2 separate regions of the Ovis aries genome follow, and region 2 is linked to region 1. Evidence: chromatin contacts called from public Hi-C data. All regions are on one chromosome and are shown on one strand. The core of a region is the stretch at or near the end of the contact, and the rest is flanking DNA. Distances in the headings are between cores, read along the strand shown. Region 1 has its middle 53 kb from the start of DCTN6. Region 2 overlaps GTF2E2 (general transcription factor IIE subunit 2).

Evidence for each region. A called contact is a pair of places that touch in the nucleus more often than the background predicts.
Region 2: a contact with region 1 is called in a Hi-C map of tail adipose tissue, with 6 times the contacts expected there. The contact joins two enhancer-like sites. A contact is called at or near these places in 10 of 16 Hi-C or Micro-C datasets (blood, hypothalamus, liver and 6 more).

What each region holds. Positions count from the first base shown.
Region 1 is chr26:25,509,170-25,513,875 of ARS-UI_Ramb_v3.0, forward strand. No RefSeq gene overlaps it. Among named protein-coding and RNA genes, the nearest start is that of DCTN6, 53 kb to the left of the region's middle. Within about 2 kb of position 2,327, at least 5 of the 54 cell types and tissues checked have an H3K27ac peak or open chromatin away from gene starts, as enhancers often do.
Region 2 is chr26:25,853,361-25,858,066 of ARS-UI_Ramb_v3.0, forward strand. The region is part of intron 6 of GTF2E2 (general transcription factor IIE subunit 2); the gene reads right to left. Among named protein-coding and RNA genes, the nearest start is that of SMIM18, 53 kb to the right of the region's middle. Within about 2 kb of position 2,876, at least 6 of the 54 cell types and tissues checked have an H3K27ac peak or open chromatin away from gene starts, as enhancers often do.

The sequences.
Region 1 (4,706 bases), core at 1,077-3,576:
CCAGGCAGAAATTGACACTTTGCCCTAGACAGTAACTGGTGAGCCTCATTACCGGTCACTCTGAATGTTCATGGTTGGGTCCGCCAGTCTTCTGCATCAGGACGTTGCCAGCATGCAGTGAGGAGACTCTTGCTGCAGGAGGGAGGTGAGGGACAAGGCCAGGAGTGGGGTCACAGAGCCAGCGATGGGCCGAAGGTCTGGCCAATCTGATGAAGCACCCTCGGACTGCAGAGAGTCCAGCCCAGGAATGGTCTGGGATGATGCAAAAGGAACCGGACATTGACTGGGAAGCCTTCATCCTAGCTTCACTTCCTGCCCAGGTCTGGAGGCCTGGCCTGGTGAGCGAGGGCCAGCAGCTGGGAACAAGGACTCAGAAAAGCAACTTTTCCATGCACGAGGGATGAGTAGCCATCAAAACAGGTTACAATCCTTTGGCAGAAAACACAGGCCCCTTCCTGCTGCAGCTGCGTGCTATTTGTAATTTAATTCATTGTAGGAATCCTCCCACCCCATACTCCCCCTTCCCCCAAAAAAGCCAACTCTGCACAGTCCAGGCAGGGACTCCTGCTTCCAGTAGTGCTGAGTCCCTTTAGTTTAGACACTCACGCAGCTGGGCTCTCCGATGGAGGCTGGTGGAGGGAACGCTGGTGCCTGGTTAGACAGACTTGCGTGGGGAGTGGGGGTGGCCAGTTACCAGTTCATCAAGGGTTTTAAAAATCATCTCAAAAATGAGTTCTTTTGTCATTTGCAGAGGCCAGGAGAAGAGTTTTAAGGAAAGGGTGGGAGAAGGGATAGGAATGGAGCCTACTATGAACTGTTTTCCCTCCAAGGCTTAACCAAATGCCCGCTCTCCTCCACGCACAGACCCTCTCCTAAAGGCCTCATCATCTTACATCCATCTCCCTTCCTGTGATTCCCGAAGCACTTTTTATCTGGGCATTCATCTTAAGTTTAGTCATATGTTGTATTAGAAATCTGTGATGGCTTACAAAAATATGAAATTGAAAAGACTTTTAAAACTCAGGTATATTGTCACAGAGAAGTACATGGTCTTATCCCGTTGCTAAAAGGGATCAGAAAGTTTCTCTGAGTGTCCTTCCTGGAGGCAGAAGTTAAAGGGCAAAGGACCATTGCAGGGGCTACACGGCGTCCTTAGGGGTGATCAGACTGGTTTTTAGGAATAGAACATCTTCTCTCAAAACAAAATTGAGAAAAATCTCCCCTGTGTGTCCAGCCAAAAACCTCAGAGTACTGTCTCATCTGAGAAAACGGCTAATCTCTTATGACACTGTGGGCTTTTTGTTTGGTTTGGTTGTGGTTCCTTGTTTTGTTTTGTTTTAATCAAAATCACAAGCTGGCTCAAATAACTTACTCCTTTAATAGAAATGAGAAAAGTGTGCGCACGCGCGTGTGTGTGTGTGTGTGCGCGTGTGTGTTAGTCGCTCAGTCGTGTCCGACTTTGCAATCCCATTTACTGTAGCCCTCCAGGCTCCTCTGTCCATGGCATTCTCCAGGCAAGAATACTGGAGTGGGTTGCCATGTCCTTCTCCAGGGGATCTTCCTGACCCAGGGATCAAACCCAGGTCTCCTGCATTGCAGGCAGACGTTTTAACCTCTGAGCCACCAGGGAGGCTCCGAGGAAAGTGTAAGCCCATGCAAATAGACAAGAAAGAAAGACAAGAGGCAGGAAAGGGCACAAGAGGCTTCCCCGCCCCGACAATAACAGACCATTTTACCAAAAAGTCGGCTGTTGTCCTTCCTTCCCAGCGGGGGGCTGTGACTGGGCACCCAGCTGCATCTTCTCTGTAACCCCTTCTCCATTTCTTTAGGGGTCGCGAGGTTCCTTGTCCCTGCCTCCGATTAGGGGCTCCTCCCAGGCCTGACTGTCACCAGCCTCTTCTTCTATACACAGGTCCTCAGGAAATGGTATGCTGGCCTCTGGGTGCAGAACCTCCACTCTTGTTTGGCTTGCTGTCTTGCTGCAGCTGGTAGATGACCTTGTAGTTTTATGTGCAGAAAAGCTCCTGTTGGGCTCCAGCCAGGCGAGTCACCGCTCAAAGAAGGGGTCCAGCTGGGCCATCAGACTCTTCAGGTGTCACCCTGTCTGGGCCAGCTGTTGTGTCAGTTGGACCAGCTCTTGAACAGGTATTTTTTAGAAGCTTATCGAGAGTAAAGGACAGAAACGTTTAAAAAAAAAAAATGCACCTTAAATTTCCACACCAAGAACCATGTCTAAAGTTTTCTGCCTCCCTCCTACAGCACCCATCACAATGACTGGCCCAGAGTAGTTCCCAACTTTTCTTATTTATCACAAGGTCGCTGTCTTCCCATTTGTAACTTTAAACAGTGTTTAACAACTTCATCTCTTCTTCCCTGGAGTCGCAGCCTGCGCAAGGCTGCGGGGTTCCAAGTGGCCAGCAGGTGTCGCCAGCTAACACAATTCTGAGAAGCCAGAACACGTGAAATTCTTTTTCTCTGAAAACTTTCCATGGACCCTTAATGTGGGCTATGTAAAGTCCAAATTCCTAACCAGGACATCCCAGGCTCTTCAGATTTAATCCAATTCACTTTTTATGGCTTTAGTTCTTACCAGTTCAGGCATCCATTCAATCAATCAGGAAAGGCTTATTGAATTTTTTTTTTTTTTTTTAAATCAGGTGATTTGCTGGGGGCTGGAGATAAAAAGATGACAGAGATTTCATCTCTGCTTTGGAGAAGCTCTCTGCCTACTCCACCTCAGAAAGCAATGTAGGGTTAAGCTGCTATGTTAAAGAGACGTCTATCTACACACACATACATAGTGGCTTAAATTAATTTATTTCTCACACCAGAGACCAGAGTGGTCCAGATTGGTGGGTCAGCTGGGGTTCTGGCTTCTTCTCATCCTGTTGTGTGTCATCATCTGTAGGATATTATCCTTAGTTCAGTTTAGTCGCTCAGTTGTGTCCAACTCTTTGCGACCCCATGGACTGCAGCACGCCAGGCCTCCCTCTCCATCACCAACTACCGGGGTTTACTCAAACTCGTGTCCATTGAGTCGGTGATGCCATCCAGCCATCTCAACCTCTGTCATCCCCTTCTCCTCCCCCTTCAATCTTTCCCAGCATCAGGGTCTTTTCAAATGAGTCAGTTCTTCGCATCAGGTGGCCAAAGTATTGCAGTTTCAGCTTCAACATCAGTCCTTCCAATGAATGTTCAGGACTGATTTCCTTTAGGATGGACTGGTAAGGATATTATCCTTAACTGCACAGGCACTGCTGGGTCATAACCATATCCATGCTTCAACCTATGAAAGGAAAAGAGAAAAAGAGGAGGGTAGGCAATTCCCTTTCAAGCAGCAAACACAGAAGTTGCACCTACCCTTTTACTCACATTCCGGGGCAGGGACCTAGTCCTGCGGCCACATCTAGCTGCAAGGAAGGCTAGGAAATGTAGTCTTTAACTAAGCAGCAGCACGCCCAGCTAGCAATAACTTGCAACTACCAGTCTGGTCAAAAGCATGTCTTTTTTCATATAACCTAACTTTACTTTTCTTTAAACTTAAAAAAAATTTTTTCAGCAGAGCTCTGCAGCATGTGGTATCTTAGTTCCCTGACCAGGAATGGAACCTGTGGTCCCTGCACTGGAAGCTCAGAGTCTTAACTACTGGATTGCCAGGGAAGCCCTCAACCTAAATAGATTCTTGAAACAGTTTGTGTATGTTCTACTTTGCTGTCAATAGTAATTGTACTGTCAGGGTTTAGGAATGCTAGTTCATGGGAATTTGTGGTGACTAATAGCAGTTTACCATGCATGTTTCATATTCATGAAGAAGTGAAGTGAAGTCGCTCAGTCGTGTCCGACTCTTTGCGACCCCGTGGACTGTAGCCCACCAGGCTCCTCTGTCCATATTCGTGAGACATACCTATTTCTGCCCAGGAGAAATGATAATGACTACAATGACAACTGAGGATAAAATTCAGTGAAATGAAACTTAAAATCCAGTTTATTTCCCACTCAAGAAGATATGACATCTGAGTTAGTCTCTTGAGACTGTTCGGGTAGGAAAGGAGGAAGAACATTCTAGAATGTGAACAGCGCCTATAGAGACTTGTAGTCATAGAGAGGCCAGCTATAGTGGTACATTGGTTATGGGGCGTGAGTATGTGTATGGGGAAGGGAGGCAGGAGAGAAAATGGAAAAATAGACTAGAATCAGATCATGCTAGGCTTCCTACTCCAAACTAAGGAACTTGGATTTTACTCTGCAAAGTAGTTGCTTTGGAGGTACTTCCCAGTCCAAGAGCCACGCTCAGATCCCAAACTTTCTGTCACTGTACGTGGGTGGGCTCCTGGCAGCCGGTGTGAGAATGTGACCCAACCGTTTGACTTGTGAGACTGTGAGTGGAGATAACGTAGCAAAGGTATGTGTGTGTGCCTGTTGTCTGTTCTTATTGGAAATTACTTGTGTGCGTTATGAAATCAATAGGAAAGATCCAGAAGCCAAAGGTGAGAACAGGAGAGAGATTTATGTTCCTCTGAAGGGCTCTTGGCCAAGATTCAAGGCAGGATTGAAGGACTGCGCTTTCATGGGAGGGTTGTCATCCCTGCCATAATGAGAGGACGAGAAAGGAAAAGACAGGCTTTCATTTGGTGCTGGGAAGAAGAGGTGGCTGTCGCTGTCCCCATTTCTGTGTCTCTGTATGGTAGAAGCAAGATCACTTCCTG
Region 2 (4,706 bases), core at 1,626-4,125, 340 kb after region 1:
TGCAAGTGTTTGTAGCCCATCTTTTCTTGGTGTCTGTCTTTCCTTCAATTTCAGGTTAGGTGGCTGCCCTGCACCTCAGCTCTCTGATGGAGTCAGAGTTGCTCAGTTGTGTCCGACTCTCTGCAACCCCATTGACTACACAGTCCATGGACTTCTCCAGGCCAGAATACTGGAGAGGGTAGCCATTCCCTTCTCCAGGGGAGCTTCCCAACCCAAGGATCAAACCCAGCTCTCCCACACTGCAGGCGCATCCTTTACCAGCTGAGCCACAAAGGAAGCCCAAGAATACTGGAGTGGGTAGCCTATCCCTTCTCCAGGGGAACTTTCTGACCCCCAGGAATCGAACCAGGGTCTCCTGCACTGCAGGCAGATTCTTTACTAACTGAGCTATCAGGGAAGCCCCGGATGGAGTCAAGAAAACTCTAAATTTGTAGCTGTCTAGGGTTTGTTGTTGCCAGAGTGGGAACAGTGCTTCCTCCATTCTAAGTGAAAGCTGAAAGCCCCAACTATCTACTTTTTAGCCAAACTTGAAGAACAATGTGATGACCACGACTAGGTCTGATCACAACAGGTATATATGAGAGAAAACAGCTTCAAACTTCCAAGTCAGCAATAAAACATCTAATTCCAAGACAGCACACAAAATTGTTTTAAAATGTATATCATAACTGGGATTTTACATGCCAACTTTACCACAGCAAAAGAACAGTTCTGATATTTTAAATGTGACTTGCTAAATTCTAACTATCAACATGTACAAACTCCATTCACTTATTTAGCGTAGGTAAAACATAACTGTGTAACAGCTATACTGTGGACATCTCTGTATAAAAAAAGGAGAAAAATACATATAATAAAAACACTTTTCACCCAGCGTTAAATTTCATTCAGTTCACTTTTTACCAAGCCTGTGCTGCCAGGATTGCAAAATTTCAGTTCCTTGAAGACAAAGTACTTTTACTTTGTGCCTGACATGTACAGAGCTCATGTACTTCAGGGCACTCACGACACAACAACAGAGACTCTACTGACAGTAATGGTCAGGAAAGCCAATCTTTGTTAATGTGCCACCAAAAAGAATATACAATGCTATATATACATTCTTCTAAGCACAACAGAATTGAAAGTACATTAAAACAAAATGTAACTACTTCCTTTCACTAAAAGAAACATCACAATCTCAATATCTCAATAAAGAAAATATCTCAATAAAAAGTCTTCAATGTCTTTGTTTCAATAAGACATTTCTACTTTAATCTTTGGCTTTCCTTAGCTCAGTGCTATTGCAGTATTTAAATAGTACATCTACTATGTAAATGTATTACAGCTGCATAAATACTTAAAATGAACACTGGAAGGCAGGGCCTAAAATAGAGACAGAATCTCACAGGATTCCAAATTTAATTACTTTTTAATGTATGTAGGGACAGAAAATGCTCAGATTTTCTGTCATAGGTGCAAAAACTAAAATGAAATAAACTGGTATAAATTTTATTAAAATCAATGAAAGAAAAATTAAAATCAAGATAATCTTTATGTTCTGGAAGGCTGGCAAAGTCAACTAAAAACATCCAGTATTGGTGAAGGTCAAGAAATGGAAACCTCTGCATAAAGACTGGTCTCCTAAAATAGGTTGGGCATTAGGCAGGCTACTGAAATTTTTTCAAGTATGCCTTATCTTTTTTTTGTCCCATCAATTATACTTTAAGAAAACAAAATAAGATAACTAGGCAAAGTGTACATACAATATATTTATATAGAAGGATTGAGCATTATTTATAAAGCTTACAATAGCATATAGCAAAAAAATTAAATTTTTCTCTGTGGAACATCAGAAAAAATCTTTTAAAGTATGGTCATATCTGGAATACCATATAGCTATTAGGAAATGAACTAAGACAGCATCAGGGCCCCAGGCAGAGTGGCTAGCCACTGGGAGGAGTCCTGGATTCTAAGGATAAAGCTGAAATTGCTGAAGCTTCCAGGCAGAAAAAAAACAATTTACTGGCAATCAGAAGGAACAACCAGATTGTCATCAGACTTCCTCCAAGGAACACCACCTAACATTACCTCACTGCCACAGATCAGCAATTCCAACTAACTGCTAAACTGACTTGGTTTCTTTGCTATCTGTATAGCTCAGTTGGTAAAGAATTCGCCTGCAATGCAGGAGATCCTACTTCAATTACTGGGTCAGGAAGATCCACTGGAAAAGGGATAGGCTACCAACTCCGGTATTCTTGGGCTTCCCTTTTGGCTCAGTTGGTAAAGAATCTGCCCGCAATACAGGAGACCTCGGTTGGGAAGATCTGCTGGAGAAGGGAAAGGCTACCCACTCCAGTATTCTGACCTGGAGAATTCCATGAACTATATAGTCCATGGAGTTGCAAAGAATCAGACACGACTGAGCGACTTTCACTCGCTTCACTAACCAACTGCCAAGCCACAGATTCACTGAGTGAAGATTAAACCAAGGATTTTGGTACTACTTTATATTTTTAATGCTGCTAATAGTAGCCAGCCTGATGTTACTATTATTCTTACTATGTGTCAGGTTCCATTCCAAGCTCTAAGCATTTTTATTTATATTTACTCATTTAAACCTCATAAGGACCACAAATGAACAGACACCATTATTCCTATTTTATACTGGATTGGCTGAAAAGATCATTCAAGTTTTTCCATAGCATCTTGCAGAAAATCCAAACAAACTTTCTGGCCAACCCAACAGATAAGAAATCTCAGACAGAGCATCTTGTCTTCGCTAGTAAGCAGCAGAGCCAAGATTTATACCAACAGATCAATTACTCAGCCCACCCTCTGGACCTCTGCATTTATACTGCCGCTAAATTAGTAAGATTCTGACTTAAGGAAATAGGCACCTTTGTGAAATAAAACACATACCAAGGTTCAACTACTCTGGATTCACTTATCTATTTAATGTTTTAAATTACCACACAACAGACTCTCTCCGTACTTATGCTATGTCTCATTTTTGGACGTCTGCTTCTATCACAGAACGAACGAAGGGTGAGTCTTCAGTGTGACTGGAAAGCTTGCCCACTCAAGATGTCCTCTCTACAGCTAAGACTGCCACCTAGTGGGCTAGAACAAACAGCCTCATCAGCACAAAACAAAACATTTTGAGAAACAAAACACAAAAGAAGAGACAGATGGACACAGAGAAAGACAGATGTTAAAATATGCATCACTTTTCAATAGATCTTCTCTGGAAACACATAATGTAAGTCAATAACAGAAAACCTCAGTTTTTAAAATTAAGTGATTTAGGCAACACCAACACTTTCAACTAATGGGCATCTCAGCCCTGAGCTTCCTGTGGTAGCTGTGACCCCCAGGGCTCTACAGCACGGTTATGAACACCACAGTGACATGCTGTGTGGCATGTTGCACCATATGTGTACCCGTGTCATTCCTCCTTCTGCCTGGGCTCAAGGACAGAAATCTTATTCACTTTGCTATATTTGCTATCACTGAATGTGCTGAAGAACACATGAAAAGAAGCTTGAAGACAACATACTGTAGCATTTCTGTTTTATAAATGTAAACTATACCTTTAATATAACCCGGGCAATTCCACTCTCCAGGGAACCAGTGGTGATGTCTAGATACATTTTGGGGACTCACACTGTGGGGGAAAGTCTGCTACTGGCACCGAGAGCAGCCTGTGATGCTGCTAATCGTCCCACAATGCACTGTGACAGCCGTGACTCCAAAAAAAGTATCCAGCTCCAAATGTCAACACTGCCAAGGTTGAAAAATCATGCTTCCTCCCAATCATCTTTAGTAAAAAGTACACAGATTAATGATAAATATAAATTTATAATAAACTGATAACACCACTAATAACTAATAAAAGATGATACCACTCTAACGGCAAAAAGCAAAGAGGAACTAAAGAGCTTCTTAACAAGGGTCAAAGAAGAGTGTGAAAAAGTCAGCTTAAAACTCAATGTTAAAAAAACTAAGATCATGTCGCTCAGTCGTGTCCGACTCTTTGCGACCCGTGGACTGTAGCCCACCAAGCTCCTCCGTCCATGGGATTCTCCAGGCAAGAATACTGGAGTGGGTTGCCATTTCCTTCTCCAGGGGATCTTCTGGAACCAGGGATCGAACCCAGGTCTCCCACATTGCAAGCAGACGCTTTAACCTCTGCACCACCAGGGAAGCCCCTGATCATGGCACACTTCATGGTAAATAGAAGGGGAAAAGTGACAGATTTCCTCTTCTTGAGATCCAAAATCACTGCGGATGGTGACTGCAGGCATGAAATTAAAAGACTATTGCTTCTCAGTAGCAAAGTTATGACAAAACAAAAGCTATGACAGTGTGTTAAAAAGCAAAGACATCTCTTTGCCAACAAAGGTCCGCATAGTCAAGGCCTACGGGTTTTCCAGTAGTCATGTACAGAAGTGAGAGCTGGATAGTAAAGAAAACAGAGAGCCAAAGAGCTGATGCTTTCAAACTGTGGTGCTGGAGAAGACTCTTGAGAGTCCCTTGGACTGCAAGATCAAACCAGCCAATCTTAACAGAAATCATCCTTGAATACTCTTTGGAAGGACTGAGCTGAAGCTCCAATACTTTGGCCACCTGATTCTTAGCCACCTGATTCTAACAGCTGACTCACTGGACAAGATCTTGATGCTGGGAAAGACTGAAGGCAGAAAGAGGTGACAGAGGGTGAG